2 separate regions of the Macaca fascicularis genome follow, and region 1 is linked to region 2. Evidence: chromatin contacts called from public Hi-C data. All regions are on one chromosome and are shown on one strand. The core of a region is the stretch at or near the end of the contact, and the rest is flanking DNA. Distances in the headings are between cores, read along the strand shown. Region 1 holds the start of LY6G5C (lymphocyte antigen 6 family member G5C). Region 2 holds the start of HSPA1L (heat shock protein family A (Hsp70) member 1 like).

Region 1 (6,742 bases), core at 3,968-6,467, 160 kb after region 2:
AGCTGGGATTACAGGCATGCGCCACCATGCCTGTCTAATTTTTGTATATTTAGTAAAGACGAGGTTTCACCATGTTGGCCAGGCTGGTCTCAAACTCCTGACCTCAGGTGATCCGCCCGCCTCGGCCTCCCGAAGTGCTGGGATTACAGGCGTGAGCCACTGCGCCTGGCCGATGGCCACTTTTTCATTTGGAAACTTCTCTTTTCCAGATGAAAGACCCCAAGGCTTATAACCCTGAGTCATTGTGGTTTTGTTTTGTTTTGTTGGGGGTGGTTTTTTGTTTGTTTTTTGAGATGGATTCTCTGTCGCCCAGGCTGGAGTGCAGTGGCACGATCTCGGCTCATTGCAACCTCTGTCTCCCAAGTTCAAGCGATTCTCCTGTCTCAGCCTCCTAAGCATCTGGGATTACAGGTGTGCGCCACCACGCACAGCTAATTTTTCGTATTTTAGTAGAGGTTTCACCATGTTGCCCAGGCTGGTCTCAAACTCCTGAGCTCAGGCAATCCACCTGCCTCAGCCAAGTCCATTGTTTTGAGCAAGATGCTTAACATGGGCAACAATGTTCTGATGTCCTAGATAGAGTCTCTGGCTAAATTTCTGTGTCTTCTCCAAACCCAGTGCATGAAGCTCATCTGTAACCCCCAGGGCAGAGGCTGTGTGTGCCCCCATTAGCACTGCAACTCCTTAAGGGAAAGTATACTGAGTCTCCACTGGAAGTAGAGATCTGAGACTTAATCAGGTGATGTGATGCCTGAAATTTGGAGTTAGAAGAGGGAGGTGACCACAGCTCCATAATGCTCCACCATTAGCAAACAGGTGGACAGCTGATACTGGTGCCCTCTCCTCTGTCCCATTCCAGGGGGCAAATGATGGGAAGTGTGGAACATGAAGTTCTGGAGCCAGCTGCACAGTTCTGAATCCCGCCCTCCCAGATCCAACAAAACAGTTAATCCCCTGGAAACCAAATTTTTGTTCAGCTAAGGGAAGCTCCTTAAATGCAAACAGGAGCTGGGCATGGTGGCTCACATCTGTAATCCCGGCACTTTGGGAGGCTGGGGCAGGAGGATCACTTGAGCCTAAAAGTTCAAGACTAGACAGGGCAACATGGGAGACTCCATCGCTACAAAAAATTAAAAAATTAGCCAGGCATGGTGGCATGCACCCGTGGTCCCAGATACTCTGGAGGCTGAGGTAAGAGGATCGCTTGGTTGAAGATCACAGTAGGTTGAGGCTGAAGTGACCTGTGATAGTGCCACTGGACTCCAGCTTAGGTGACAGAGTGAGACTCTGTCTCTAAAAAAAAAAAAAAAAAAAAACCCAAAAGGGTGCCCAGTCTCACCTCCCTTACCCTGGGGACAAAGGACACCCCTCTCTGGACATGTCCATTAGGGACTCTGCTGAACTGCCCCTACTGCCACTTTCCCCCATCTTCCTGCGTGTAATTGTAGAGAACAGTGGATGCCCTGAGGGGCCCTTAGATACCAGAAATTGGGTAGGGAAAGGGAGGCTCAACATGTGAATTCTGAACCCCCCACCCAGGGGCCTCAGCCTACTTCAGATTACTCGTTATGCAATAAGGTTCAGAGCAGCTATGTTTGTTTTCAGAACCAATCCCCACCCAGAGGTGGGACCAGGCCCCTGTCCGCTCTTCACCCTATACAGCAAAGTTCCGGCAGTTCCAGGGGATGATCAGCAGAGATGCAGACGCCCACAGTTGCTGGGGCGCTGGACCCTTCTATACTGGACACAGGGTGAGGCCTGAAAGTCCAGGCACCCTGAGGAGCTGGGCAAACTAGGAGAGAAAATGGCGCTGGGAGAAAGGAAAGTTACACCCTGGAAGGGCAACCTGTGAAGAAGTGGCTCCCGGCTGGGCCAAAAAGCCTCATCCTATGCCGTCTCATTGACCTAAGCTCCACCCTGAATGCCTCCAGTATGAGGTGCTGGACTGGCTCTGGGCTGCCTGCTTGGGTTGAGGGTTTGCTCCTAGGAGAGGCATGTGTTTCTCGCACGACTGTCACAAGCGAGTGAGGGCTACGGAGGTGGAGGGCCCGAGAGGGTGGGGAGCTCAGGCGTCAGCGATAGCCAGATTTCCGTCCACCCATCCGTCCGTCCGTCCGTCCATCCATCCATCCATCCATCCATCCAATCAAGCCATACCGGATTCCTCAGGAATCCAGTCATTCATTTATATTTAGGTTAAAGACCCTCTCTCTGGTTCCTCTCTGGAACGCAGTCTCGAGCCGCTCCCGGAGCAGACCAAGGCCGTCTCCTGGCCGGGTCATCTACAGCCCCGCCCCTCATTTGCCTCGCTCCATTCCCCTAACCTTGGCGTTCTGTCGTCAGGCCCCGCCTTCTTTGTTTCGTCACTCGGTTGCTTACCTTAACTCTAGGTAGGAGCACTCAGCAAGGATACTGTCCTCTGCTGCTGTTGCCATGGCGACTATTTCAACGCCCTGCCTCTTCACCCCAGGAAAACCTTAGCGGAACCCGTCACCATGGAAACGAACTCTCCGGACTCCTAGCACGCATTGGGCTGGCCCTGCCCCGTCGACAGGGGAGGAGCAAAACGCAAACAAAACGGGATTAATTCCTCAGAGGCCGCGCCCCCTCCTAAGAAGGCCCCACCCTGTCCCGGTCTCACCCCTCCTCGAAGTACTAATTCAAGGAAATACTCCGCGAATAGTGAGGGAGTGTCTTGCCCCCCTGTTCCTTCAAGGCCCACGGTCGCTTGATTCCACAGGAAGTCCTCCCGGACCTCTCAGGGTGATCCCCTCCGGAAGCCCAGCCTCAGCCTCGCAAAGCCTCTAGTCGTTGACCTTTTCGTTGCGATTATATTCGAGAGGGAGCTTCAGAGGGCGCCATGAGGTTCCCCTGAGCTTCCCCTTTGCCCTTTGCCCTCTTCGCTTCAAGAGGAGCCTTGGCTCTCTGATTCTTTTTATTATTTATTTTGTTTTTTTTTTTTTTTGAGGCGGAGTCTTGCTCCGTCTTTATATTTAGGTTAAAGACCCTCTCTCTGGTTCCTCTCTAGGACGCAGTCTCGATCCGCTCCCGGAACAGACCAAGGCCCTCTCCCGGCCGGGTCATCTGCAGCCCCGCCCCTCATTTGCCTCGCTCCATTCCCCTAACCAGGCTGGAGTGCAATGGCGCGATCTCGGCTCACTGCAACCTCCTCCTCCCGGGTTCAAGCGATTCTCCTGCCTCAGCCTCCTGAGTAGCTGGGACTACAGGCGCGCGCCACCACTCCCGGCTAATTTTTATATGTTTAGTAGAGACGGGGTTTCACCATATTTTCTAGGATGGTCTCGATCTCTCTCTCTTTTTTTTTTTTTTTTTTTGAGATGGAGTTTCTCTCTTGTTGCCCAGGCTGGAGTGCAATGGTACAATCTCAGCTCACTGCAACCTCCACCTCCCGGGTTCAAGCAATTCTCCTGCCTCAGCCTCCTGAGTAGCTGGGATTACAGACGCATGCCACCATGCCCGGCTAATTTTTTGTCTTTCTAGTAGAGACGGGGTTTCACCATGTTGGGCCAGGCCGGTCTTGAACTCCTGACCTCAGGCGATCCACCCGCCTCAGCCTCCGAAAGTGCTGGGATTACAGGCCTGAGCCACTGCGCCCGGCAGGATCTCTTGACCTTGTGATCCGCCCGCCTTGGCCTCCTAAAGTGCTAGGATTGCAGGCGTGAGCCACCGCGCCCGGCCCTCTGATTCTTTTTGTCTATCGCTCTGTGCACTCATTCATTCAAGACATTTATGTAGGTGCCCGGCGTTCCTCCCCGGTTCTCCACTACTCTGGCTTTTCTCTAATACAATTTATTTTATTTTATTTTATTTTATTTTATTTTATTTTATTTTATTTATTTAGGACGGAGTCTCACTCTGTCGCCCAGGCTAGAGTGCAGTGATGTCATCTCGGCTCACTGCAACCTCCGCCTCCCAGGTTCAAGCGATTCTCCCGCCTCAGCCTCCCGAGTAGCTGGGATTACAGGAGGGTGCCACCACACCTGGCTAATGTTTTTGTATTTTTGGTAGAGACGGGGTTTCACCGTGTTGCTCAGGCTGGTTGCAAACTCCTGACCTCGAATGATCCCCCCACCTCGGCCTCCCAAAGTGCTGGGATTACAGGCATGAGCCACCGGGCCAGGCCAATTTATTTTATTTTTAAAGTATTATCATTGTTGTTATTTGAGACAGCAGTGGCGCGATCACTGCAGCCTCGACCTCCTGGGTTCAAGCGATCCTCCCACCTCAGCCTCCCGAGTAGCTGGGACTAAAGGCACACGCCGCCACGCCCTGCTAATTGTTTTCTACTTTTTCTTGTAGGGATGGGTTCTCGCTATGTTGCCCAGACTGGTCTCCAACTTTTGGGCTCAAGAGATCCTCCCTCCTTGGCCTCCCGAGGTAATGGGGTTACAGTTGTGAGCCACTGGGCCCAGTGTAAGCCACTGCGCCCAGCCTAATACAGTTTGTTGTTGTTGTTATTTTTGTTTTTTTGAGACGGAGTTTCATTCTTGTTGCCCAAGTTGGAGTGCAATGACGTGATCTCGGCTCACTGCAACCTCCGCCTCCCGTGTTCAAGCGATTCTCCTGCCGGTGCGCGCCACCACGCCCGGCTAATTTTTTGTATTTGTAGTAGAAACGGGGTTTCACCATGTTAGCCAGGCTGGTCGCGAAATCCTGACCTCAGGTGATCCACCCACCTCGGCCTCCTAAAGTGCTGGGATTATAGGCGTGAGCCACCGCAGTCCGGCTGTAATATAGTTTTAAAATTTATTCATTCGAAGGCTCTTGGGGAGTGCTCAGTGGCGTCCCTGTTGCCTCTCATATTTCTTTCTTCCCTCAGTCTTTTTGGGAGGGCCTCTCCCGTCTGTTTCTTCCCATCTTCCCTGTTATCATCCTGAGACTGGATAGTTCTTGGATAGTCTGGGAGGTAGCAGGGAACCCGAGTTCGGAGCCTCGACCGACCAGAACCTCCAGACGGGAAATTGGAGCAGGTGGTGTCGTTCCCGGACGCTGAGGACGCTCTCCGCCCCTAACCCACAGCCAAACGATCCTAAAAGTAAAAACACGGAGTTTCTGAGTCAAGACTGAGCTGGCGGGGTGGGGACCGAATAGGCGAGGTTGGGAAGCCCAGCGGGTCCCCAGCGGAGTAAACGGGTGAGACGCCTCGTGCCGCGGTCTCCAGAATTCGCCTGGGAGGTGGGGTGGCGCTACGGCGCCGCCTTTCTGGGGAGCCGCCTCAGGCTCTGGATGTCCGCTGGGGCCAGACGTTTGGGTCCCGACCTGCGGTTCGCACTTACCAGGTTTCTTCCCCTGGGAACAGAACTTGAGCAGGGGGCCACCCCCGCGTCCTACCGGAGCTCTGAGGTGCTGTCAGGCGCGGAGAGCGAACGCGCAGCGCCAGATTCTGTGGGCGCCGGAGATCAGGCCCACTGAGCCGCAGCTGAACTTAGGCGGGGCAGGAAAAAGGATGAGGTGGGGGAAGGCGCTGGGTTCCCGGAACCCCAAGGGGACACTGAGCTGAGTACGTATCGCTTGGGATCCAGGTGTCCTCGTTTTGGGATGTCTGGCAGGTGTCCCCAGGGTATGAGAAGTGGGACTGGGCACCCCCTATTTTCTGGTGTGTTTTTTTGTTTGCTTTTTTTCTTTTTTTTTTGAGACGGACCACGTTTCCTATCTTGGAAAATGGTACCACTTCTTTGTGCAAGCCTACCCCAGTTCCCTCATCCCTCGTTCAGTCCAACAGCAAATCTGTCCAGTCTTCTAAATGTATCTCAGGTTCAGTAGCCCCGCCTCCTCGTCCCTGCCCGTCTTCTGCTGGACCAGTCCGCCATCTTGTGACCGGACTTGGGAATAGCGTGCTACTTCCCGGCGGCCTCCACTCTTGACCCAAATGCAATGTGCAGCCATGGCAATCTTTTACAAACAGAAATCGGATCAGGTTACTCCTCTGCCGAAATCCCTCAGGTCAGTGGTTTAACTGTCGAGGTGCTCCTGGCAGCACTCTGCCCTCCCCACATCATTGACGATTGACTTGTCTCCCCTACTAGACTGTGCCCTGTGAGGGTGGAGACTTTGTGCACGGTTGTATCCCCAAGACCTGATGCAGTGATTCAATAAACATCTGTCCAATTAATAGGAAATAAAGTTCCCTTTCTCATTCCCCTATTGCTGGACCCCTGCCCTCAAGCAGGATGTTATGCCCCAGAGTGGCTGTGGGTGAGAACATTCTGCCCCTCTGGCTGGTCTGGCACTGATTTCCACCCTGAGTTGGTGTTGCCTCTCTCCTTCCTCTTGGCCAACCTCTCTTCCACCAATATAAGCCCAAACTGGAGGCCAGCAGGCAGTCATGCGTTTTATGGCAGGCCCTGCAGGGAGCCAGAATCCGGGTCCCATGTGCTTCCACAGCAGCCTCCAAGCCCTGTACACCGTCCTCTTAATAGTGCTGGTCATGATGAGCTTGGTGTTTGGTAAGTGGTTCCAAGGGTTCAGAAGGGTCTCCTGGCCTGCTGGATGGAGAAACCCACAGACACCAAGCGTCTGGGTACATTTGTCCAGGATGCTCAGGTAAACCCATGCAGGAGGAGAGATGGAATGGATGGGTTTGGTGGGGAATGCCTGCTCATGGACTGATACGCAATCTGAAGATTTATTTATTTATTTATTTATTTATTGAGATGGAGTCTTGCTCTGTCTCCCAGGCTGGAGTACAGTGGTGAGATCTCGGCTCACTGCAACCTCCGCC
Region 2 (6,658 bases), core at 3,139-5,638:
AGGCAGAAGATATTCTTTGTGTCAGCAAATTCCTGAAAATTCATAAAAAGAACATTAGAACCATATAGAATGTACCAATACAAATGAACGATTTCATGTCCTTTGCAGAAACATGGATGCAACCAAAGGCCATGATCCTCAGGTGAATCAATATAGAACAGAAAACCAGATACCGTATGTTCTCACTTGCAAGTGGGAGCTAAATGTTGAGTATACACTGAACCCAAGTAACGAAACTGCACATAATACCCCCTAAATCTACAACAAAAGCTGAGGCTGGGCATGGTAGCTCACGTCTGTCAGTTCCAACACTTTGGGAGGCCAAGGCAGGAGAATCACTTGAGCCCAGCAGTTTGAGACCCAGCTTGAGCACCATAGTAGGACCCCATATCTACAGATTTTTTTTTTTTTTTTTTTTTTTTTTGAGACGGAGTCTCTGCCGCCCGGGCTGGAGTGCAGTGGCCGGATCTCAGCTCACTGCAAGCTCCGCCTCCCGGGTTCACGCCATTCTCCTGCCTCAGCCTCCCAAGTAGTTGGGACTACAGGCGCCCGCCACCTCGCCCGGCTAGTTTTTTGTATTTTTTAGTAGAGACGGGGTTTCACTGTGTTAGCCAGGATGGTCTCAATCTCCTGACCTCGTGATCCGCCCGTCTCGGCCTCCCAAAGCGCTGGGATTACAGGCTTGAGCCACCGCACCCGGCCAGATTTTTTTTTTTTTGAGATGGAGTCTTGCTCTGCCACCCAGGGTGAAGCGCAATGGCGCCACATCAGCTCACTGCAACCTCCACCTCCCAGGTTCAAGCTACTCTCCTGCCTCAGCCTCCTAAGTAGATTACAGACAGGCACCTGCCACCACGCCCAGCTAATTTTTGTATTTTTAGTAGAGACAGGTTTTCACCATGTTGGCCAGGCTGGTCTTCAACTCCTGACTTCAGGTGATCCACCCACCTCAGCCTCCCAAAGAGGAGGCGATTACAGGCATGAGGCACCGCACCCATCCTCAAATTTAAAAAAAAAAAATTAGCCAGGGATAGGCTAGGCGAGGCTTGCGGTGAGCCGAGATCGCACCACTGCATTCCAGCCTGGGCGACAGAGCGAGACTCGTCTCAAAAAAAAAAAATTAGTCAGATAGTGGTGCATGCCTGAGTCATTAGCTACTCCAAGGGTGAGGTGAGAGGCGAGCTTCCACCCAGGAGGTTGAGGCTGCAGTGAGCTGTAATTGCACCACTGCACTCCAACCTGGGTGAGAGCAAGATTGTCTCAAAAAACAGAATAAAATTGTCAGACATTATGGCTCACACCTGTAATCCCAGCACTTTGGGAGACCAAGGTGGGCAAATCACCTGAGATCAGGAGTTCGAGACCAACATGGTGAAACTCCATCTCTACTAAAAATACAAAATTAGCTGGGCATGGTAGTGCATGCCTGTAATCCCAAGTACTCGGGAGGCTGAGAGGCAGGAGAATCACTTGAACCCGGGAGGCAGAGGGTGCAGTGAGCTGAGAATGCGCCACTGCAGTCTAGCCTGGGCGACAAAGCGAAACTCCATCTCAAACAAAAAATAAAAATACATGTTGTGGGCTGGGGGCGGTGGCTAACACCTGTAATCTCAGCACTTTGGGAGGTCAGGCGGATCTCTTGGTCAGGAATTCAAGACCAGCCTGGCCACCATGGTGAAATCCTGTCTCTATTAAAAATACAACAATTAGCCGGGCCTGGTGGCGCATGCCTATAATCCCAGCTACTTGGGAGGCTGAGGCAGGAGAATTGCTTGAACCTGGGAGACAGAGGCTGTAGTAAGCTGATATGGCATATCATATCATGATAAAGAGTGTACCACTGCACTCCAGCCTGGATGACAGAGCGAGTCTCAAAAAATACACAAAACGTGTTGGGGTGGGGCACAGTGGCTCACTGAGGCAGGAGATGAAGACCAGCCTGTGCACAAAGTGAGACCCTGTAATATAGTTTAGATCTGTCTCCCCACCAAATCTCATATTGAATTGTAATGGATCACTGGGATGGATTCTTCATGAATGGCTTAAGTACCATCCCGTTGATGCTGTGCTCATGACAATCAGTTCTCTAGAGATCAGTTTATTAAAAAGGTGAGGCAACTCCCAGCCATTGCTGCTGCTCTGGCCATGCTACATCCCTACTTTTCTCTGTACCTTATGCAATATAAAGTATCATGAGGCCTCCCCAGAGGCTGAGCAGATGCCAGCACCATGCTTCAAGTACATCCTACAGAACCATAGCCAATCAAACCTCATCATGTAAATAACTGGCCATAAAAACGTGAATTACAGGAGATTCTAGGCAGCATGAGGGTGGATCAGGTGGGTTCAAAGATCCTCAGAGAAAAGCTCAGAGACTCTAGTCCAACCAGATCATCATTACCACTCCAACTGAGCCAAAACAAAGGATAGTCACCATAGCAACGAAGGAGAACAGGCATGGCTCTCCACCTCTCCCAGCCTGAAGGTCAAGTCGCAGGAATCATTGTCTAAGCATGACAGCCATACAAAGCTTCTTTCCACGAGGGGGAGGTTCCAAACCTTAGGCCTTCACTCAGGTTAGTGCAGAATCTCTGTGAAGGAGCATTGTCCCTGGCTGGGCTTCCAGAGCTCACATTCTAACAAGGTGAAAACAAGACAATTTGAGAATAAGCAGAATTACGGCTCTTCCATTGGTCCCTCTTAGAAACCCAAGTATCCAGTTCCCTAAATGAGTCAGAACTTAGTTTTGACATCATGACCAGCATCAGAGACTCTAGTCTGTGAAATCATCATTCCCAATTAGGGAGATCTGGATCAAGGGAAGCCCTTCTGGAAAGAGATCTATCTAGTACATTCAAACAAAACACAACAGTCCTAATACATATTGGTCTAACAAATGAGTCCAAGAACGGACGTTAGAAAGGGAGTAGTAGAAAGTAATTTAAAACTGCAGAGAACAGCTCCTCTGGGAGGTCTCAGTGTACTCCTAGTTTACAGTAGAAATGAGTGGAGTCAGGTTACCCAGCCTTCAACAAAAATACGGGGATTTATTAAAACGTAAAAATACAGGCCAGGTAAGGTGGCTCACGCCTGTAATTCCAGCACTTTGGGAGGCCGAAGCAGGTGGATGACCTGAGTTTGAGACCAGCCTGACCAACATGGAGAAACCCCGTCTCTACTAAATACAAAATTAGCAGGGAACAGTGGCACAAGCATGTAATCCCAGCTACTCTAGAGACTGAGGCAGGAGAATCGCCTGAACCCAGGAGGCAGAGGCTGCAGTAAGTGTAGATCATGCCACTGTACTCCAGCCTAGGTAACAGAGTGAGACTCTCCCCCGGTCCCCCAAAAGAGTAAAAACACAACGGTCACAAGGAAAATGATGTAAACCAAAAAGTAGTCTCTAGAAAGTTACCAACACCAGGTGCAGAGACTCACCCCTGTAATTCCAGCACTTTGGGAGACAGAGGCAGGAGGACTGTTTGAGCCCAGGAGTCGATACCAGCCTGGACAACATGGTAAAAGCCCGTTTCTGTAAAAAAACTAAAAGTTAGCCAGGCGTGGTGGTAGCACGTGCCTGTAGTCCCAGGAGGCTGAGGTGGAAAGACCACTCGAGCCCTGACGGCGGATGCTGCAGGGAGATCCTGGTGTTGCGCTCCAGCCTGGGCGACGGAGCAAACAGTCTCAAAAACAAAATAGCAATAACAAATACAAGGGTCACCAGCTGTGGTACGTGGATAGCTCAAAAAAGAAAAAAGTGGCAGGGCGCAATGGCTCACGAGGTCAGGAGATGGAGACCATCCTGACCAACACGGTGAAACCCCTTCTACTAAAAATACAAACATTAGCCGAGTGTGGTGGGGCGGGCCTGTAGTCCCAGCTAGTCGGGAAGCTGAGGCAGGACAATCGACTGAACCCGGGAGGCGGAGGCTGCAGTACTGTGTTCTTGCCACTGCACTCCAGCCAGGGTGACAGGCAGACTGTCTCAAAAAAAAAAAAAAAAAAAAAAAAAAAAAAAAAAAAAAAAAAAAAAAAAGGCAGGGAGGCGCATAATGCCCCATGAACGAAAGCCTGCTTGGGAACAAAGCTTTCCCAAGAGGCACTCAAAAGGCTCTCGCACCTAATACTCACCTTTACTCAAGGATAACACAGCGATGAACATCTTACAATTCCTAACGGGGAAATGAAACACAGGAACAAAGAATTAGAGATCTTGGCCATGAACCCCTCGTTGAGCCCGGTCTAGGAATGTTGGACCGAGGGGCGGTCAGAGCGCTGCGGTGATGGCGTCAGCGACACACTCAGAGTCACCTGGGGTCATCATCACTCCCCTCCTCTCCCCGGGCAACCGTCACCCCCATTTTACAGTCACTCGCACAACCCCACTCACAGTTGTGATGTCGCGATTAGTTAGCAGGGGCTGTGGCGCCGCTAGCCGAGTTCCAAGGAGAGGCACCAGAAACTCTACAGTGTGCAATGGTAGTTCACGCAGCTCGACTGGGGACCGCGCTCTCCTCCCTCGGCCAGGCCACGACGTACCCGCCCGCTGGCTGCTGCGCAAAGGCAGGGCAGGCCATTGGGATCCCCTGCTCCCCCTCACTCAACAGCAGGGCCTGCAGCACGCGGCACGAGAACATCACAGCTCTTCTACTAGGAACCCACGAGCCCACTCCGCAGAGAGAACTAAAATGGTGAGGCCGGGTCTATTTATAGCGGCGCCGGGTCGGGGGCCTGATGGGTATGGCTGTTTTCTTATCTGCCTGGCCAAACGCGCGGCATTTTCCCCATTGTTCATCCACATAGAACTACAACAAAGTGAAAGAAAGGCCAGGAAAGTATGTTTCACCCCCTTCTGGGCAAACATTCGGAGATGCTTTCTGAATTTTGAAAAACAAAAAACAGGGACCTGTCTGGCCAGGCGGAAGAAAGTCCCTGGCGCCAGCAGGCCAGCGGCAGCCGGATGCTGTTCATAAGCCGCTTCGCAGGAGCCCAAGGTCGCTTAATGACCTTGGGACTCCGCTGGAGCGCGCTCGCACCTGCGCCAGTTTAGGGTCCAGCTGTCCCAGTTTAGGGTCCAGCTGCCACAGTTTAGGGTCCAGCTACCCTGACACTCCGCACGCCGTTCCCCCAGCGAAATCTGAATTCGTCTCCCAGCTCGATCCCGCAGACTGTCAGGCTCCTTAAGCTTCAATTAACCAAAACAAAACAAAAACCAAAATCACAAAAGCCAGGTGGGGCGTAATAGGTCACTCCTGTGATCTCAACACTTTGGACAGGCCTAGACAGAGGATCACTTGAGGCCCGGAGTTCGAGACCAGCCTGGGCAAATAGTGACACCCAACCCCCGTATCTATTTAAAAAATAAATAAATAAATAAGAGCATTTTTGAAACTCATAAATCATTTCAAATCCCACCTTTCTGGACCCTTTCCTATCTCCCTCATTTATAAACGTGTATGATGTTTGGTGATGTGTGTTGTGTGTGTTGGTATCTTTTTCTTCATTTTTTTTTTTTTTTTTTGAGACGGAGTGTCACCCAGACTGGAGTGCAGTGGCGCGATCTCGACTCACTGCAACCTCCGCTTCCTCGGTTCAAGCGATTTTCCTGCCTCAGTCTCCCAAGTAGCGGAGATTACAGGTGCACACCGCCATGCCTGGCTAATTTTTATGTTTTTAGTAGAGTCAGGATTTCACCATGTAAGCTAGGCTGGTCTCGAACTCCTGACCTCAGGTTATCTGCCTGCCTAGGCCTCCACAAAATGCTGGGATTACAGGCGTGAGCCACCAAGCCCAGCCTGATTTAGAGTAGATATCTCTAGGCTCAGTTTTGGGGAGGAAGTGTTAGGGACACCTAGCTGATATGTCAGGAAGAACACCTTCAGGAAAGGCTTGTGTGGGAGGACAACCCATTACCGTAATCTTCTCAGCTTTATGCTGTGCAGCCTTTTTCTCCTTTCCTCATATATTTGCTATTTTTTAGAGTATTCATGAAAAAGGACAAAGAGGCTACTGTTCGTAAAACCTAGGGTAAAACCATCATTTAGAACCGGACACGAACTACTAAATGCCAACGATATTCAGGCAGGCAGTGGGGGAAAAAATCTTTGGCTCCTAAACCATCACTTGTTGCTCTCTAATTTGACCTTGGATGCAGCTCAAGTGACCACTTCCATATGCTAAATTGTCAAAAAAGGTTCTAGAATACCTAATATAGAGGAGAATGGGATGAGGATTACAGAGGTGATACAAAGAACCTGACTCATCTTTCCTTTCTGGCCATAGCCCCAAACTCTCATTCCTCCAGACCCTCACTTGGATAATTGCAGCTAGGGTGACCATAGCTGAAAATGTTAGTCTACCTCACATTTCTGCTCAAAACGATCTTAGAACTTTTGAAGTGAAGCTATTCAGACAAAATACTTTATTTTAAAAGGAGGCAACGAAAGCTAAATTAGTCTAAATAATTTGACTTGGTCACCCAAGTTGGGATTTGCAGAGCCATAGTCTGAACTTCCACTTCATTGTTGCTGTTTTGCCCATCCCGCAAGTTTTATTTTTTATTTATTTTATCTTTTTTTTTTGAGATGCAGTTTTGCTCTTGTTGCTCAGGCTGGACCGCGGTGGTGTGATCTCAGCTCACCACAACCTCCACTTCCCA

Evidence for each region. A called contact is a pair of places that touch in the nucleus more often than the background predicts.
Region 1: a Hi-C map of liver shows a contact between it and region 2, with 2.9 times the contacts expected there. The contact joins the promoter of LY6G5C here to the promoter of HSPA1L in region 2. A contact is called at or near these places in 2 of 2 Hi-C or Micro-C datasets (liver and skeletal muscle).

Annotation. Positions count from the first base shown.
Region 1 is chr4:140,036,966-140,043,707 of T2T-MFA8v1.1, forward strand. LY6G5C (lymphocyte antigen 6 family member G5C) reads left to right here and starts at 5,218. Exons shown (of 3, transcript XM_005553490.4): 1 at 5,218-6,467. The coding sequence starts at 6,347.
Region 2 is chr4:139,874,888-139,881,545 of T2T-MFA8v1.1, forward strand. It overlaps HSPA1L (heat shock protein family A (Hsp70) member 1 like), which reads left to right and starts at 4,389. Exons shown (of 2, transcript XM_045390168.3): 1 at 4,389-4,691. The coding sequence starts at 4,477. It overlaps LOC123573226 (small nucleolar RNA SNORD48), which reads right to left and starts at 4,328; the gene lies at 4,266-4,328. It overlaps LOC135970736 (small nucleolar RNA ZL8), which reads right to left and starts at 2,409; the gene lies at 2,327-2,409. LOC123573221 (small nucleolar RNA SNORD52) reads right to left here and starts at 2,797; the gene lies at 2,731-2,797. It also overlaps LOC102143138.